Regions from separate parts of the Sus scrofa genome. Here region 1 is linked to region 2. A link is a contact called in public HiChIP or PLAC-seq data. All regions are on one chromosome and are shown on one strand. The core of a region is the stretch at or near the end of the contact, and the rest is flanking DNA. Distances in the headings are between cores, read along the strand shown. Region 1 overlaps ATXN1 (ataxin-1). Region 2 overlaps ATXN1 (ataxin-1).

The links. HiChIP or PLAC-seq counts read pairs in DNA pulled down with a chosen protein or histone mark.
Region 1: an H3K27ac HiChIP or PLAC-seq map of alveolar macrophages shows a contact between it and region 2. The contact joins two enhancer-like sites. A contact is called at or near these places in 2 of 47 Hi-C or Micro-C datasets (embryonic fibroblasts and epiblast stem cells) and 1 of 2 datasets of contacts at active chromatin or transcription factors (alveolar macrophages).

Annotation. Positions count from the first base shown.
Region 1 is chr7:12,635,965-12,642,002 of Sscrofa11.1, forward strand. The region is part of intron 2 of ATXN1 (ataxin-1); the gene reads right to left. Among named protein-coding and RNA genes, the nearest start is that of ATXN1, 92 kb to the right of the region's middle. Within about 2 kb of position 4,212, at least 21 of the 83 cell types and tissues checked have an H3K27ac peak or open chromatin away from gene starts, as enhancers often do. A contact at or near this core is called in alveolar macrophages, where this site is marked.
Region 2 is chr7:12,554,542-12,560,813 of Sscrofa11.1, forward strand. ATXN1 (ataxin-1) reads right to left here. Exons shown (of 8, transcript XM_021099774.1): 4 at 1,747-1,876. Among named protein-coding and RNA genes, the nearest start is that of ATXN1, 170 kb to the right of the region's middle. Within about 2 kb of position 2,325, at least 5 of the 83 cell types and tissues checked have an H3K27ac peak or open chromatin away from gene starts, as enhancers often do. A contact at or near this core is called in alveolar macrophages, where this site is marked.

The DNA.
Region 1 (6,038 bases), core at 2,962-5,461, 83 kb after region 2:
GCGGGTTCGATCCCTGCCCTTGCTCAGTGGGTTAACGATCCAGCGTTGCCGTGAGTAGAAATGGCAAAATAAATAAATAAATAAATAAATAAATAAATAAATAAAAGGCTTTACAATAAAAAAAAGGCTTTAAAAACCTATATGTGAAGATTTTTCTCCAAATCCTGTTTATTTTACCCATTTTACCTGTATTCTGCTTCACTGATACCACTGAAAGTTGACACATTTTCAAAGGAGTGTTTTGAGGGTTACTCTTCAGGTAAATTCAACATGACATTTGTCCTATCAAACAACTAATTCCTTTTTAAGCAGCTAAATATTCACCTACATCTGTTTTGCAGTAATTGTGAATGCAAGCAAAGGCAATGGATGAAATTCAGATATAACTGTTTATAATTTTCTATTACTGCTCTTTTTCTTTTTTCTTTTTTTTTTTTTTTTTTTGGCTTTTTAGGGCCGAATCTGTGGCATATGGAGGTTCCCAGGCTAGGGGTCCGACGGGAGCTATTGCCACCAGCCTACACCACAACCACAGCAACACAGGATCTGAGCTGCTTCTGTGACCTATACCACAGCACCGCTGAATCCTTAACTCACTGAGCCAGGCCAGGGAGCAAACCTGCATCCTCATGGATCTTAGTCGGGTTCAATAAACACTGAGCCACGACAGGAACTCCCTTCAATTATTGCTCTTAATTCATTGTTTTCATCACACCCTATTTTTTGTATCTACCTTGCACTTTAAATTGTCTGTGAAATTTTTTAACGTGGTTGTCTAAAAGTGTTTGGTGATGAACTTAGATTTTTTTTTTTTGGCAACTTTCCTCCATGGCCATTTGCCTCAAAGACCTTTCACTCAAGCCAAAGTGTTGTTTGTTTGTTTCCTAAATTCTGGCAATACAAAAGCTCTCACAAGTGCCAACTTAACTTTAACAATGGCAAAAAAAAAAAAAAAAAAAAAGGCTTCTTTACTGGCTTCAGTTACTTTCACTTTTATTGGTCAGAAATGATAGAAGTAAGTGTATGGGGTTGATGTCACATGGCAAAAATGCAGGTTAAGTTACTCTTCCATGAGAGAGCTATAAAGGAAGCATGAAACATGTCTATGCCAATGTTTAAATTACTTTCAGGAGTTTCACTGGCACTCCTACTTCATAATCCAACTTCTTGGGTATCTTGTCTAATTTCTTTCGATTTTTGAGAAAATGCACATGTTTGTATCACATAGGTCTTAACCATTATGGAATATCTTGATTTATTTGTGGGAAAAATCTTTTCAAATTCTTAGTAACAATATGCCATCGACTCTACTGTCTCCGTCACCATCATCTTCTCTCTGTCTTGTATCAGAAGGTGGCTTTTAAGCCAAAACGTTACTTTTTTTATCTACAGATGGTTTGATATGCTTTGCCGCATGGAGAACCTGGCTGCCTTTTGGCTGGTACACTTTTCCAGCTAAAAATGAGAAATCGAAGACAGAAAGCTGAGTAGAAACACAGGATGGGGAATTCACATACACTTTTACAGAATTTTTTTTTTCCTCTAAGAGATCTGAATAGTCAGCATGCTAGTAGCTTTCTGATTTGAATAAAAATAGACATCACTATTTTAATTTCACACACACACACATACCCCTATGGAATTTAATTTACCAAGAAGGGAGGGAAAGAAGAAAGAAAGGAAGAAAAAAAAAAAAAAAAAGTAAGGCAGGGAGGTAGAAATGGAGGGAGGGAGGAAAAAAAGAGTCAGTTTTTGTGTGGGAGGTTAAGTTCAAGTGCTAAGCAAAGGTCATAGATAATTCAAATTCACTTTGAAGATCCCTTAACTTTCCCATAAGCCACTGCGAACATGGTTTTGAGTAGACAGCTCTTGACAGCAACTTTCACGTACACAGAAGTCTAGCACCTACTGAGTTATTAGCCCATCGGAAGAACTCATTGGAGGGTCACACAGTAATGTCTGAACATTCAAATCATTCCTCTCTTAATATAAGTATCACATCCCTTGAGTGAAATGGAAGACTTAGCTGAAGAAGGTTAAAGGGCTAGGGCTTTCCAGCAGGTTTTACTTCATTCTGCTGGAGTAGGAAGCTTCTTGAACTTGAATGCCTATTAAGAAATTTATTGTTGCTATAGTTGAAAAACATTGTGGCTTCACACCTTGAGTCCTTCATGTCATGGTCTGAAGAATAACTTTAAAAGTCATGCCTTTAAGGATTTCGTCTGGTTGTTATTTTTAAAAAAATTAAACACATAACCAAATACATGCCAAACATTTTCCAAAGCTCTTCATGCCTCTTTTTTGTTCACCCCCTTGGCTCTCCACTGTTGTGGAGTAGTTTACCCTGGTCTCGCCCATGCAGTCCAGATAATGAAATTCTAAAAGAATGTGCAGAACTTAAGTAAGTTCGGGATGATGCAGTCGGGGCTCCTGGCTCTGTACCCCGGCTCTCCAGAGAGAGCAGCCCCAGAACTGGCCTGTGAGCAGGGGCAGGGGACTGAGCTGCAGGCAGCCTTGGGATCAGGCTACTGCTTTAAAGAGCCCCAGTTGGATCATGAATTAAGAATGCCAGTGAAAATGCCCCTTTCTTTCTTTTCATTCCCTAATCCACAACGTCCTGAGTGCCACAATGAATTCTCATCTATTGTACTTTTCAGATTGATTAATTGATTGTGCTTTCTTAAGGCCGCATCTGCAGCATATGGAGGTTCCCAGGCTCGGGGTTGCACAGGAGCTCTAGCTCCCGGCCTACACCACAGCCACAGCAACACCAGATCTGAGCCGCATCTTTGACCGACACCAAAGCTCGTGGCAACGCCGGATCCTTAACTCACTGAGCGAGGCCAGGGATCGAACCTGCATCCTTATGGATACTAGTTGGCTTTGGTGCCACTGAGACACAGCAGGACCTCCTTCAGCTTCTTTTCTATTCCTCTGGGAGGACTAACACGGGAAGGTAAAAATATCACAACGTGTAGTACATTCATCTGATCCTTCAAGGGAAGAAGGGCCCAGGGCAGCCCAGGGTAAGGGTCAGGTGTCACCCAAGGGAGAGTGAGGGACATCAGGCATGGAAACCCGGTACCTGTCCTCCAGTGCCTTAAAACTTAACGTGAAACTAATGACACTGATGAGTGTTCTTCACGCTTATACATAAAGAAGCCCGCTGGCCATTTCATTCTTAAACAGCCAGAGAAACGGGCAAGTATTACATGAATGTGGGACACGGAATGTGTGAAAGGGCTCTTTTTGTTTTTTATGAATGAACCAGCATGTGCCTAAGGAAAGAGTCGATTATTTTAGAAAACACAAATGTCCATCATTCATTACTCCCTGAGGAATGGTTTGAGATATGACATCAGGAGAGGCGAGCATCTAGAGATCACGTCATCCACAACCTGAAAGATTAAATTAGAGGTGGAGCGAAGAGAAAATTCTGCTCCGGAAAAGGTTGGGGGTGGGGCGAGGAGTAGAACTGGGGAGCTATCTAACGAATTCCAAAGGAAGCGGGGGGCGCGACACCGATGACTGTTATAACTCCTCCTTGACTGGACTGGGCTCCAAGCAGACACCTGGGGGTCCTCTGAGAGGAAACGCGGTCCCTTTGAAAGTCTGCATCTCTGTGCATCTCAGCTGTACATCTTGGAAATAAAGGTGCCGCAGAGGACCACAGAACCTGTCAATCAACAGTGCACTGGGGTAAGCCCTGCAGTCCGGCTTACACGGCCTCCGCTGGCATTCTCCCTTACGAATCAAGGGGGACACCACAGGGGACACGAGAGACCAGCTGCCTCTCCAGCGCTGCCACTGCCAACAGCATTTAGAGGAAAGGCAAAAAGGTGTCACACGTGTAAACGCACTTTAAGGAACCCCGCGTAAGAGCCAATCAGGACAAGCCTGGGGCACCCCAGACTCATGCATATGAACAAGGATGTGCCGCTGCTGAGCAAGGCTGCGCGGGATGTGCGGGAACGCTCTGGCTTCAGTACACCCCAGACGCTGCTGCCGCCGCCGCCGCCACCGCCGCCGCACACCTCCGTCTTCCAGCTCCCATGAGCTCACCCTCGTCTGGCGAAAAGAGCTCAGTGAATCAATGGCTGCTGTTGAACTGTTTATGTATTTTTCAAGTCCTGATTAGGCCATTAGTCACCAAGCATACTGCACAGTGAACTAGAGTTGCTGCAATTATGCAACTTCCCGAGAACATACCCGGAGCATTTACAGTGAGACCACGGTGCCAGGGAAATGTGAAATGGAGATTATGTGTCAGCAATTTCAAGGACCGTGTGCTTCAATGCCAGAAGAAATATATGCGTGGCAGATAAGGAAAAGCGGGGAGGGAAAAAAAGATCAATGATGAAAGCAACCATGTTTATCCCCTCTGAACACAGCCAAGATCTGAAAATGAGAACTCCCTGTGCAACCAACAACTCCCAGAAAACAGTGCTCCATATCATCTGTCCCCTCTTCTCCGTACTGTCCCCAGGAACCTGGGGTGCAACACAGCCATCAAAGGCACAGAACTACTGAGTCTCGACCTCATTCTGTGCAGAGCTAAGTTCCCCTTGAGAGCCCCCCGACACCTGCTCACATCTGTATCAGACTCCCCCCCAAAGCATTTCCCTTCTCCTTTCTGCTCCTAGTTCTCACTTTTCATTTTCAAAACCAGCAAAAGTTCTGTAATTCTATATTCGAGGATTTCTCATCCAAAGCAATAAAGAACAACTCACAGAAGGAAAAGAAAGGAGCATGATAAAGCGGCCCTTAATTTCTTTTATCGAGATGCTGAACGGCGGCCACGAGCCCTGCTTGAGAAAAGCCAGTGACAAGTGTGTGTGCAAAAGGGATCGGCTACTCGGAACCTTCCGGCGGAGAAATGGGAAATGAGGGACCATGAGAAGTGGGTCAGCTCCTCCACGTTTACTGGACAAGTCATAACATGAGCAAGCACCTTCCTCAGAGTGTTTTATAGTATTTTTCATGGCACGTCTGATACTTTGGGGTCTGTTAATCCACACTTTCCTACTTCTATTCATATACTTTATATGTATTTATTTGTTGCGTTATATATTTTAGCTGAACTTGCAATGACAGTTATTTTTAAGAGGCTGCCAACACAGGTCAATAGGGACCTCAGAAACCTGGCTTGCAGTGACTCTGGCATAAGGCGCCTTGACAGCCAAAACCAACCAGAAAGTTGATGAGATCCAGGTTTCCAAAACACTAAAGTAAAGGCAACATTTGCTTTCTTCCATCTGGCCTTAAAACAAAACAAAACAAAAAAACAAGAACACAACAACAACAACAACAACACCCCAGGTTATTTACCAAAAAGAAATCCTTTTAGAACGTCACCCACCACTTCCTCATGGATTCAGGGTGCAGATCTGGAGGTCCGTTTGTCAGTCTGGCTTCAAGCGAGCTGCAGCTTTCTTCACCTTGGACTGGGACAAGGTGTGGAAGAGATATGGTACCCAACGGGCCAACACACCAGTGGCATCCAACACAGTTGCTTTCTAAATTAACACCCTGAGTCTCTCCACGGACAGGCTTCCAAAACTAATTGTGGCCGTGCGGATAAAGAGGGCAGTTTCTCAGCTTCAGTGCCTTTCGGGTTATTTCAACTCTCTACCTCTGTTCACTCTCCTGCAGGAACTTTTGACAGAGAGCATTCCCTAATATTCCCAAGCAGAACCATCCAGAAGAAAAATTTCTTACTCGTCTTCAGAGAGCTGAAGACCGGAGTCCTTTGTCTTTCCTATTTTGGAGATTTTATTGGAGGGGCTTGGGGACTACCTGAGGGCATTGGGGACAGACAGACTCCTGGATTTAAGCTCAGGACAAACAAACCTTTCACATGAGCCCTTAAAAACAGACAGTGTTCTGTCTGAGTTTCTGAACCCCATTCTAGTGCAAACATGCTTGGCACCCAGTGCCAGAGTTTTCTTCTTGGCTGGCTGCTCTGCTGCCACTATGGAGATCACCACTTCTGGGTCCCTGCGACTCCCCTGTCTTCCCCCGCTCCCCCATCACCCTGT
Region 2 (6,272 bases), core at 1,075-3,574:
CCCCACTGGTCAGGCAGCATAGACATCATCAACTTCACAGCTCTCTGACTTGCAGACCTCCCGTTTCTCCAGGACTGGGATTACACTGTTAATTCGAATGAAAGCCATGCAGAAATATATCGCACCTTCTCTGGATCCCAAAGGGGGAGGAAACGAAGGAAGAAGGAGAAAAAGCAATTTTATAAGAATGGGATTACACCACGGTTGGTGTTATAATTTGCTTTTTGCTTGGATCATAACCATTTTCTCCTATCATTAAATATTCTCTTGAAATAGGATTTTTAATGATTTCACATAAAGTTGCTTGCAACGACACCCTGCAAGATGGGGGTATTATCTAAATTTGATCAACGTGTAGACACCGAGCTGTAAAAAGTAACCTGCCCAAGGTCACACCTCAAGAAAAGAAGAGCTGGAATTGGAGCCCAGGCAGCCTGGAGCCTGCAGTCTTATCCACTGTGATCGGTAGCCTGTGAATCCTATGGCGATGCCATAATCGTATTTCATCAGACTCCCAGTGTTGGATGGTATATGTATGTGCATAGACATACACACACGTATATGCAAGTATAGTTATATGCACACACATAAATTATGTGTGTGCACCCATCCACATATTAAGTAGTGAGCAGTGCTACTTCAGGCCCATGTTTAATGATGGCTATTTATTAAATTTTTTATTCTTTTTATTCTTATTAAAAATGGAAAAATTAAGTTGTCTTCCATTGAAAAAGCATCCAGCGATCTCATGCGTGTCTATGCATACTTGACCAAAACAAGGGGAAAAAAACCTAAAATTCTCCAGGATCCTTCCACGCCTTTTGATTTGGTATTATTTCTCAAATGTCAGCTATTGGTAAGTTTCAAGCATGCTACTGTCTACAGAGGAAAGGTTCTTCAAAAGAGTGTTATTTACCAATAAGTGGTTCCCTCTCACCACCACGCCCCACAAAAAAACCCAACACATGGAGACACCACTTCTCATTATGAATTGGCAAAGACTCTTTTCGTTTCTAAAATCCTCAGCACCAGCAAAATTGTATGGAAGTAGGTCTCTCATACACTGAGCCTCTGGAAATATAAACTGGTATGACTTTATTGGAAAGTAATTTGGCAACAAGTATCAAGAGTCTTAAGACTTGAAAACTTAAATGCAACAACGTACTGCTAAGGAACTCTACCAAGGAAGCCATGGCAACTAACACGAAGCCATAAGAACAGTTTGGGTAGTATAAAAGAAAAAATAAATAAATAAAAATAGAAGAGACTTAAAGTCCAACTAGAGAGCATCAATTAAGTGTATTTTAGGATATGTATTCAATGGTATAGTATATAATCCTCAAAAATCAAGTTGTAGATAAATAACTGTGCTATGAACAAGTAAATATTCATTGTTGCACTGTTTAGAAGAACAAAAAGGTTGAGAGCTAATATACGCTGTATTGTTTCCGACCATCGGACACGATTTATAAACACAATCATCAGAATTATCATTTTCTTATCAATGCCTTGTCATTCTCATCGTCAGTGATTTCACAAAAAAGAAAGGGTTCCATTTTTATAAAGAGACAGAAAGAATACACAGATGGAGAAGACATGAATCTAAAGATATAGGGGTGTGTGTGTGTGTGTGTGTGTGTGTGTGTGTGTGTGTAGGAATAAATATGTATACCTCCCCACCAGGATCTTGGTGATTTTACGATTAAATGATAGTTACTGCTGGGGAAGGATTTCGGAGATATTTACCTGCACCACGTGCTTTCATCACAATGGAGAATCCCAAGCAGTTGGTTCCTTCCCAGCAGATCTTTTTCGCACAGATTTTGCTTGAGCAGAAAGGGAGGCAGTGGAGAAACTCAATGTAAAATGCCTAGACCTGTAATTAGAAAAACAATATTCCCACTGAGTTAGGCAGTTTTCTGTGGTCTCCATTCACATGAGCTGAATTCTCAGAAAAGAGAAACGCATTTGCATAATCTCCCCCCCACCCCCTCTCATACACACACGCACACACACAGGTCTTAATTCAGAAGGTCAAAACCTCAGCAAGCCGACACATAGCAAGTAAGTCCTCATCTCTGCAGATGAGAGGGCTCTGCCCAGCGCTTACTGTTCCCATCCCAGCTCCTGACCTTAGGCACGACACCAGCAAAATGATCCCATCCCTCCCCCTCCTTCTCTGCCTAACGATCCCCAAACCTCCGAGGAATGAAAACCAGTTGGTTCCTCTCCAGAAAGTGTCAGAAGCATTACTGAAGCTGATGCTCTCTAAGGCTCCTTCTAACCACGGAGACAAGCAAGATCATCCCATGCATTTACCATCACTGCCTGACTTTCACTTTCGAAACCTTCTGTCCTCTCTGTTGATGACGCAGGTGAAACATGGTGTCAGTGATACTCAAGGTCATTGTGGACATTTATTGAACACAGACAACGTTTCTGGCACGGGCCGAACACTCTGCATACGATACCCGACTCCATCGTACCTTGTGAGGCAGCCAATCAGCGTTATGACCTCTGTTATTGACAAGAGAACAGGGCACTTGTGTGGCCAGTGGATATTAAAGGCAGTATTTAAGCCACTGTATTTCACAGAAACCACGCTCATAATTCCGGTGCTATATCATCTCTCCAAAACTGACTTATTGACCTTCTTGTACTCTTACAGAAAAGTTAAATAGGAAATCAACGTCAACTTATTTCTCCCTAGAGTTGACATGTCACCTAAGTCTTCGCATGACTCAAGTCTTTTGGGATCGGACTGTCCTTTGATTTGAGTTCCCAAGCTAAATTAAAATCAACATGTTCAGGAGTTCCCATTGTGGCAAAGTGGTTAACGAATACGACTAGGAACCATGAGGTTGCAGGTTCGGTCCCTGCCCTTGCTCAGTGGGTTAAGGATCCGGCGTTGCCCTGAGCTGTGGTGTAGGTTGCAGACGTGGCTTGGATCCCACGTTGCTGTGGCTCTGGCGTAGGCCAGCGGCTACAGCTCCGATTAGACCCCTAGCCTGGGAACCTCCATATGCCACGGAAGCGGCCCAAAGAAATAGCAAAAAGACCAAAAAAAAAAAGCAAACAAAACAAAACAAAAATCAACATGTTCACATCTCCATCAGGAGTAAGTTTATAGTTATTTCAGCAAATGAAAAATGCCAATTGATCCCAAATCCAGATGCCAAAGCACCAAGGAAAAAGACCTAAAATCCAAATTCTCCCCACATGAATACATTTTATTGGAAAGAAGGTAGATGAGAAAATCAAGAGCCACAGGTGAATCTCTAAGTTAAACCACGGAAGTCAAGAGAGGAATTTCTATATATTTATAATATGTCTATGGTGACAAAGATACTTAAACATTTTAATCTAGTTATAAATTCCACCTGCTATGGGTCTTAGGATGACTGCTACACAAAACAGACTAGAGTGTTATCAAGAAACCAGCAGAGTTATTTGCGGATCACATAGTCATTTGTTTGTCATACCTGTGTATATAACGTAGTTATTTATTTGCACAATTCTGGTTAAGCCTCTGTGCCTCTGAACACACCATTTCCTCTGAATTGCATGCCCTTTCCCCTCCCTGCCAACAGAAATGCCTACTCATTCTCCACGGCCAACCTCCAATCTCGACTTCCTCCGCCTCCTGTGAAAGTTTTCTGGAAATCCAAGCAGAGTGGATCCTGCGGACTCTCCTGTGTTTCCCTAGCTCAGCAATGGCACGAACGTCATCCTGACAGCTTCCTTTTCCAAATGACGCCCGGAACCCAACCATCCAGCCATTGATTCTGCCACCAGCACACACCTCTCTTTCTCTCCTGACCATCACCTCCACTCTAGGCTGCCCACCCTCACGACTCATCTGGACTATTCCGTTGGCCTCTCAATTGCTTCCACCCTCTGCCACCCTACACCCTGTCCTCAGGGCCTGCCTACAGCAGTGGCTTTCTACTGAGCTTGGATTCTCACCACAACTCCCAGGGCCCAGTCCTTGCATTTCCCAGGCTGTGTACAGTGTTTCTGGTTTACCTTTAATTCCTGAGAAGTACCATGCTCTCCTAGGCCTCAGGGCCTTTGCACATGATCCGCCCCCCCCCCTTGCTGAGACTTCTCAAATCATCCACCTTCTTCAACCAATGATTTTGTATTCTTCCCTCTTTCAGCTCAATCCTCTTTTCCTTGGCCAGCTCACTAGCCCCTACTTCATAGACTCCCTCTCTCCCCTGTTATACAGATCACCTTTGTAATGGTACCTTTGTTGTTATTGCTAGATTAATTGATGAATGCTTCTTTCCCTAGCTAAGAAGTAAGCCTCCAGGAAGGCAGAGATGTGTTAGTTCTTGCCCGTGCTTTTATCTTCAGTGTCTGACACAATGCTGGGCATGTTATAGGCACTCACTAAGCATCTGCTGAGTGAATAAATGAGAAAAGGAGGAAGGGAGGGGAGAAGGACATCCCTTATTATAACTTAAGGAGTGTTGAATTAATCTGCTGATGGCTTTTCAACACACACACACATAAGGTCTGCCCTCCTTTGAACAGCAGGCCATGCTCCTTGTGATCTGACCCCAGCCGTCAGTGACCCTCCTCCAGCCACACTTGACCCTCGGCCCCTCTGAATCTCTTTGACCAAGCCTGCCTGGCTCTGCCTCCTGTCCACACCCTGGTCTGTTCTGTTCCCTCGGCACAATTCCCTCTGATCATCTTTTCAAACTCAGACTCACTCTTCAGGTGTTGGAGCTCTGGCTGATTTTCTGTGAAGACCTGTCTAATATCTTCTGGGAAGCTGAGGGCCTCTTTCCCCATTTTTTTCTACAATCCTCTACCTAATCCTGTTAAAGTCATGAGCATATGCTCTTGGACTTGTGTCTTAGTGACAAGTTCATCTCTCCCACTGAACTCTCCAAGTTCATTGTTAAGTCCCTTACAGGCAAGACGGGGTGGGTATACCTGATCTCACTATCTCCAGAGTTTAGCACAGCAGCCTGACACATAGTCAATACATAAATTTTTGCTGAATGAATAAGAGAGGATTTACATTTATGTGTATATATATGTGTGTGTATAGATATGTATGTAATGTGTATAAAGCTCCAGAGTTTACATATTTGATAAAATATATTATCAATGTAGTATATTTAAATTACTAGGAGCTCCCATCGTGGCTCAGCAGAAATGAATCTGGCTGGTATCCATGAGGATGCATGTTCGATCCCTGGCCTCAATCAGTGGGTTAAAGATCCGGTGTTCCCGTGAGCTGTGGCGTAGGTCGGCGGTTGCAGCTCCAATTCGACCCCTAGCCTGGGAACCTCCATATGTTGCAGGTGCAGCCCTAAAAAGACAAAAAAAAAAAAATTACTAATAAGTGTTGTGAGGCCTCATGGTTACAAACTCATCTGGAAAATGGGCATAATGCCACCCACCTCGCCAAGTAGTTGGGAAAATGAAATAATACACATAAGTAGAACATGGAGCTCAGCCTACTGGAAGCACTCTCTAAACATCATCGTTAGGGCAACCAAGTTGAATTTGTAATTCATGCTTCAAATTTAACAGTTTTATTTGCCAACACTTTTTCCTATTAAAACTTCAATTAAAATTAGCACTGGCATCGCTGTAAGGCCCTAAGAGAGGTCATCCGAGAGGCCCTCATCAAACTAAGGAGAAAGGAGAGCTTTATTCACTACAGCTGATGGGCAAATTATTGTTTCAAATAATCTGCAATACATGTGTAGAGGCACAGACGCTTCAATGGAAAAGAAGTAACTCTGTGCAAAAAATTATCTATAAAGTCTAAATGAGAGAAACAACAAATATTATCACTGAAGTGCTCTAAATATTTAGCAGAAATAATTAGAAACGCTTACGGTGGATTATTTCTTTTGCTAAAAAAACAAGACAGTAATACATATTCATCCGTTTCTTTTAATTACTGGACACACTTTATAAATATTATGTATTTGTCTAATGAATATGCCATAAAACATGCGAATTAATAGCAAACACATCCCATGTGTTGTCTATTAGATGCTATTCTGATTTAGAATTGCTAAAATTTAATAGACTATGCAAAGAGGGGAAAAGCAGCAAGACAATTTTGCATCAGTTTTTTGGGAAAAAATAATTTAATAATGAATTATTTACAATATAAAACCAGGACACAGTAAAGCAGCATGTACTGGTAATGTTTTCTTTTGCAAAACTTGTAATTTAGTCTTACGTTGCTCTTTCTTTTGCATGGCTGATTTAAATAACAAATCCTAAAGTATTTTATA